2 separate regions of the Zea mays genome follow, and region 1 is linked to region 2. A link is a contact called in public Hi-C data. All regions are on one chromosome and are shown on one strand. The core of a region is the stretch at or near the end of the contact, and the rest is flanking DNA. Distances in the headings are between cores, read along the strand shown. Region 1 holds the start of LOC100275272. Region 2 holds the start of LOC541779 (plasma membrane intrinsic protein 1).

Region 1 (3,645 bases), core at 194-2,693, 230 kb after region 2:
GCATAGAGATAATTAGCACCGGTCGAGGGCCGAGCAAGGTGGAGTGGTGGCGGCGCTGCCCGCCAGGGACTCGACGGGGAAGCGAATACGATGCGTTTGGTTCTCATGGGCCATGGGCCACGGCTATGGTTATCCGCATCCAAACGGCATTCGTCCAACTAAACCCAAAGCATCTTGAATCCATTTGAGATTTTGGATTATCCAAATCCATTTCCAGGTCGAACTGGTACCTAAAGCAAATACTAACATAAACTTTTTCCTACATCAAGCTGGCCGCTGAACGCACACCCAGTACGTAGGACCAGGCTTGCTTCAAAAAAAGTTCGCACAGCTTGAGAGCCTCTGACGCTCAGCTGCTGGTCCCTCGTTTACGTGCATAGATCTTATCTTGCTAATTGCTCCCAGTCGTAGGCCATGTCGGTGTACTAATTGCTCCCTTCTGGTCATGCATAAACCACAACTGTAACCCTCTCGTGTACATGCATAGATCTTATCTTGCTACTCGAGAGGAATCTTGTGGCCTGGCAACCATTTGGCCATTTCTCATCCCCCTGCAGACTGCAGTGCAGAGCAGCCAGCAGGGCTAGCATCAGCTAGATCACTATTATTCATCACGGCCACAGCCCACAGCCACGCACAACAACTGCACGGCAAAGAAAGTCCCTTTTCCCCCCAGTTCATCATTGCCTTTTTATTGGCCAGATCAAGATATGTACACCATCTCGGAAATAAACAGAGAAGTTTTTTTTTTTTTGGATCGATGGATCCAAATGGCAAATGCCAGATTAAAATATGTGACATTTCAAATTTGGTACGCAACCATTGGGCGCTCATTTTGGCCCAACCAATCGGCAGGTTGCGACCCGGGAAGAAAAGAGAGGCCGGAAATCTGGCGGCAGCCCTAGCTATACAAGCAGACGGTGGATGGAGTACAGAGCACTAGACATACTGTACGTACGCATGCAGGCGGCCTAGCTAAAAGCATTCCTCCGGGATGCTCTGCAGCGCCGGCGACCACCGGCCTCGGCGCCTCCCGGCCGCAGCCTGCTTCTTGGCGTGCTGGCGCCTCAGCAAGCTCACGAGCTGCTCCAGCGCCGGCGGCAGCGCGGCGAAGGCGGCGCTGCCGCCCCCGGCGACGGCCGCCGCCACCTGCTTGAGCTGCTGCTTGCTGAGCACGATCTTGACGCGCATCGCGCCCTCGGCGGCGGCCGCGGAGTCGGCGATGCTCGCCCCCGTGGACTGCTCGATGGCCGTGGCCGTCTTGGTGTCCAGCTGCAGCCGCGGGCACCTCACCAGCTTCCGCCCGTCCCTCCAGCTGCACGTCGTCGCCGGCGCGGCAGCGGCCTCCAGCTCCATGGATGTCCCGATCTGATGATCTGTTGTCTCTCGCTCTTGCTTGCTCACCTAAGCTCTGTCTCCTCCTGCAGGTCTCTAACTCTAACGCCAGTAGCTAGAGAACAACGGACGAGTATATATATAACACTTGTGCGTGTCCAAAGCTAGGGTTTGTTTTTTATATATGGAGGGGTGGTTATGGTTTACGAGTGAGACAGCTCAGAGGTGACTGTCCATGTAAAGATCGGAAAGGGACGCAACAGGTGGAATCTTTTCCATTTCCACGGGATTAGTTAGTTCACGATCGGTTGTTTAAATACTGCGGATATACAGATACGGATGGTACTTGCAGCGTGTCAAACCCTACGATGCATGGGCAGTCGGAGGGCCCCACACGCGTCACATGCCACTGGAGAATTTATCAAGACTAGCACCAGTGCGTCCCTGCAGGTCTGATCTGGATCTCTCGTCACCTTTACAGGTGGACTCATGTGCCTAGCTTCTCGCGATCAAAAACGCTAGCACTATGGTCTATGATGCATCCCACAGAAGCACAGCTTTTATGTTACCAGAGTTATTACGTCTTTCTTTTTTTTTCTTTCCCATAATTATAGAATTTCTTCCTTAATATCTTAAACATGGAAGCAAAGTCCAGCGGTAAAGAAGTCCTTAAATACTACATATCGGCTTCGGAACCAATTGGCTCCCTGGCAAACGAACTTGACCATGTACTAATACTAGTGATCTTTTCTGAAGAAACGAGGCAAGAACAGCCTCATCCAACAGAGGTACTGCGAACTTAAGAAACCTTGCTTTACTGCTAACTAATTCTGATTCAAATATAGGTCTTCCTCGGAACTAGAAGAGGTTGCAAAAGAAATTTCTTCTTCACACGTCATGAACAAAACTAAGAAAACAAACCAGCCGATCGAGAAGAAAGATTTCCTATTGCCCAGGACAAGACCAACAAGATCGCTCGAGCACAAGGAAAACCAGTAAATAAAAAACTTGTGAGCACAATATTTGTAGACAACTTTGGTCAAAACAACTATTCAAATCTCTCTTTGAACCCATGATGGTCAAACTAAAACACCACAAATATGAAATTTGTTATTATTCTCTTCAATAGCCAACTCTAAATATCAGTGATGGCATTATAACCATTGCAAAAGATCACGACTGCACAGGATTAAGACCTTCGCGGTAGGCCTTCACCCACGAGGGCTACTGTTGAGGTTTTCACTATAGTTAAAGGTGCACTTCCATTCTTTCGAGCTAACTAATGATTGTTTGTTTGGCTTGTAGATTTAACATCACATTAGATAAAGCAACAAAGTTATAACAAAAGAACAAATCAATTCACTCAGGTGTGAAGACTCCACCCTTCACCTGAAGACCTTGTCGGCAAAGGAAAAATACGTAAATCTTCATCTACGAAGCCCCAAGATATGGGAATCCCTTCATCCGCGAAGACTTCGCACCACGTTAATGATCTACAAAGCCTCAATATAAAGAATTGTATCCTCAGGCAATGAAGCAAAGATGACAAAGAATCTTCTCTAGAAGTACAAACATGCCCGTGAAGACTAAACACAACTAAGGACTCGATGACTAATAAAGATGGATATTGACCGAATTGTCCTTGAGCGGGCAAGCAATTATAGCCTTATAGATCAAGGGTATTTAAGTATTTGTATAAATACCCCTCACATTGTACACTTCATGGACATGAAAACTATTATGCAATACAACTTACTTACCTATTTCATGGTTGGGTTTATTCACTCTCTAACATCAAAGCAACGCTCAGAGTCTGACGATCTTATTTTGTGCGAGGCTAGGGTTAGCCATCAGACTGGCACTGTGCAAGCGTGATGCTATCTATGTTAGGGTCTAACTCCTATTTGGTGTGCCCTCTATCATTTTTTCTTCCATATACTTCTTAACATGTGCTAACTCCAACGCGTTCCTCACACTTATGCACATTTTACCAACATATATAAGGTGAAGTTTCATAACTCCACTAGGTTTAAAGCTTATGCATGGAGTCAATTCATGTAGTGCCATTTGAGCAACCATTTATGTCAGCGTTTCGACCCCGGGGGGTCCCTGGACCGACGAGTAAATTGTCGCTGCGTGCCCTAGCCCAGATGGGTCGGCGCGAGACGGGACACAAAGGGGGGAGAACAGTGAGGGGAAACCGCGGCCTTCGTGCTGTCCTGCGCCCAGGGCGGCTGGATGCACTTGCAGTAGGGGGTTACAAGCGTTCGCGTGGGAGAGAGAGAGAGAGAGAGTGAGCGAGAGCCTTAT
Region 2 (3,583 bases), core at 791-3,290:
TGACTCCTTGGCTGCTTGCCTTTCTTTCACTGGTGTCACCGACTAAAGCTTGTTCTGTTAAGTCAATCCATAAAAAGATTAAATCTCTTTCTAGCTAGTTAATTAGGGATTTAATCTCTTTCAATCTTTTTTTTGATCGACGTAACTGAATAAGCCCTAGATGGATCTAGGGGTTTGGTGCATCAAGACTTATTTTTTATTTTCAGGAGCGAAAGGAGAAACATCGATCATGCAGCGTATTGTCTTAATGCTATGGCGGACACATTGTATATAGAACCTATGACCATATAAAACACTATTTTATATTATATGCTATACTGTTCACATATCTATAAAGATGCGCACGGGGAATTCACGGCTCCACTGAAGATAATGATATTTCTGAAACACTGGCCTGAATTCTTTTTAAAAGTACCAGCGGATATATATACCCAGGAATTCAGGATATGGCCTGAATTGCACTGCAGTTTTCGCACCGGCGATGCTTCTAGACAACCATACCGTTGCCGAGTGACAAAGCAAAGAGGTTAGGTTCATGTTCCATCGATCATCCAACGCAAGGAATGAAATCATGCGCTATCAGCACATGCTAAAAGCAATAATGACAGGATCACAACAACAACAAGGAGCAGTAAATTCTTTGCCGGAGATCGATGAGGCTACATGCACTTATCTTGTGGGTACATAGAATTTTGCTATGGATGGTGCATATATGGTGGGATTTTAGTCATGATAACAAAAGGCAAGCAGCTTAAAACTATCTTCAACAGATTATTTATCTTTATATTCCATTTCAAAATAGTGTAAAATATTTTTGTACGGTTATATGCACAATCTACTGGTCATATATTGACAACAATGGGCGCAAAAAGAAGAGGCAATTATGATTATACCCTTATGTGGCCTTACAATTATGATTTTATCTCTCGCTTTTCAACTTTACGATTTTACCTTGTTTTGAAAATGAAGCCTCCATTTGCCCTCCCCTTAATATCGTTGATGAAAATCAGAATTAGTGATTAGAAAATAAAAAATGATGGATAAAATCACAATTCCAAAGTGAAAGAAGAGTATAATCATAATTAACCCAAAAAATCTAACATTATTTTTAGGGTGATTATACACTTCTCCTACCTTACAATTGTGATTTTATCCCTCGTTTTTTAATCGCTAAAGTTGATTTTCATAAACCATGTTACAAGGGAGGGGCAGACGATAGCTTCCCTTTTAAAACAGAGGTAAAATTCCAAAGTTGAAAAACGATTAAATCATAATTGTAATGTCGAGAAGAGTATAGTCACAATTACCCTGAGGACCCGTTTGCATCCTTGGAATCCAATTCTATTCTAATAATAGTAACTTAGGCACATATCAACTAAGCTAATATAGTTTTATGTAAAATATATTTATATATTATTATTGATAAGATGTTAAAAATATTTATGTGTTACATTTTTACTATAAAGTAGTGACCCGAAAAACGTCCTATATATTGCAAAGTAGAAATACATTCTACCGATTCATAAAAGCATTTTTTATTCTTCACCCCATGAACTTGAAAAAGTCTTATATTTAAACTTTGGAAATTAGTGAAATATTAAATTTCAAGCTAAATAAATTATTTTATTAAGTAAATTATAATTTCTCTAAAATAAATGGATCTAAACGCCCCGTGAAAGAATATTGCAATTGCAACCACGCATATATTTTTTTCCTTCATTCTCTTTGACAAAACATCCATTTCGTATTTCCTCGTTTCAATGCTTCTCGCTACAAACAAAAAAAAAACAATTTGGATAAGTCTGGACATAACGCAGGAGAAAACGGAATCTCGCCTGTGGGCCCCGTCCCCAACTCCCGTGTCGACAACTCGCCACCACCTTCTCTTCCGTTCCAGAAGGGACAGCGTCCGTGTCTTCCTTGCTCACTCTCCTCACCACTACCCTGACCTGACCTGCTCCCAAGCTCCCTCTGCCTGCCTTTATAAATCACCGGGGCAGAGCGCCTCAGTGACACACGCCGCTGCTCCAAGAAACCACCGCCGAGCCCAACCGCACAAGCGCGCGAGGCAGGAGAGAGAGAGAGGCGGGGAGCAAAACAATGGAGGGGAAAGAGGAGGACGTGCGCCTGGGCGCCAACAAGTTCTCGGAGCGCCAGCCCATCGGGACGGCGGCGCAGGGCGCCGCTGACGACAAGGACTACAAGGAGCCCCCGCCGGCGCCGCTGTTCGAGCCCGGGGAGCTCAAGTCCTGGTCCTTCTACCGCGCGGGCATCGCCGAGTTCGTCGCCACCTTCCTCTTCCTCTACATCACCATCCTCACCGTCATGGGCGTCTCCAAGTCCACCTCCAAGTGCGCCACCGTCGGCATCCAGGGCATCGCCTGGTCCTTCGGAGGAATGATCTTCGCGCTCGTCTACTGCACCGCCGGCATCTCCGGTCAGCTCTCTCCCTTCTTGCTGCCGTGGCTTCTTCTATTTCCAGATTCCATGGGACGAACTTTTTAAATTTACTGCAATTATTCGTTACACTTTTGGTCCGTCAACTTGCTTAGCTCAGTAACAACCCTTCATGGTACCGACTAGTTACTGTGCAATTTTTCCGAGATATTCAAGCAAAAGAGCTGGGGTAAATAAAAAAAGCAACATGTATAGGCAGGGTATCCACTTTGCTATACGCTCTGACGTATTGAATTTGCTCCACTTCCTACTTTGGATACACTGATTACAGTCAGTAACACTACTAAAGAAGACGACAAAAAAAAGAGATAATTTTATATTTAGCCGATATCAGTAACTGAGAATCTTAAATTCCTTTTTTTTTTCTTTTGAAACAGTAGAGCTTTCTCACAGTTATACATGCCGTGAGCATGGGGATTAGCAAGCCCCTGTTAATTCATTATTTTGTTAAAAAGAAAACAGATCTTAAGCCACTTCCGGCCCTTCTGTCTGTTACCAGTTTGTACCTTATTTGCACCTAGGGAGATTTGACCCGCAATAAAAAAAAACCATGTAACATACTGTACTACTATAGCATGTGCTGCGTGTAATTATGCAAAGGCATCATCAACTGCCAGATGTAGGGGGTGTTTGGTTTGAGGAATCATTCCATCCAAAATATGGTGGTGCATCATGGATCCATTCCTCAAATTTGGTGGGATGACCCCATTCCTCATATTAGTACTAACTAACTAACTATAAGGAATGAGGTGATGATAGATCAACTCATTCTATTCCACAAACCAAACAAAAAAAGTGAGGAGTGAGAATATGATGGACTAGCTCATTCCTCAAACCAAACATGCTAGTAGTTCATGTCAGCACTTCGGGCCACAGTTGTGTGTAAAAAATTAAAGATTAAAGTACAAAAGGCACCATTTTAACTTGTGAGGTGTGTACATAGAAAACTATATCAGTTAACCTACAGTGGTCATTCCATCTCAAAAACAGTAGTGGTCCGACATATGGTTAATTTGCATAGTACTTTCCTGGTCATGGTTTGTGTAATTGACTCCAGATACATGCTTAATTTCAAAGCATCGAACTGTGAAAGAATCCATGCAATTCAGCAAGCATAGACCAAGAA

The links. Hi-C and Micro-C count contacts between places; a contact is called where the count stands out from the background.
Region 1: a contact with region 2 is called in a Hi-C map of ear, with 2.4 times the contacts expected there. The contact joins the promoter of LOC100275272 here to the promoter of LOC541779 in region 2. A contact is called at or near these places in 4 of 25 Hi-C or Micro-C datasets (bundle sheath, ear, leaf and 1 more).

What each region holds. Positions count from the first base shown.
Region 1 is chr5:197,902,330-197,905,974 of Zm-B73-REFERENCE-NAM-5.0, forward strand. LOC100275272 reads right to left here and starts at 1,444. Exons shown (of 1, transcript NM_001152147.1): 1 at 651-1,444. The coding sequence starts at 1,356. The coding sequence ends at 976.
Region 2 is chr5:197,666,998-197,670,580 of Zm-B73-REFERENCE-NAM-5.0, forward strand. LOC541779 (plasma membrane intrinsic protein 1) reads left to right here and starts at 2,041. Exons shown (of 4, transcript NM_001111464.1): 1 at 2,041-2,437. The coding sequence starts at 2,101.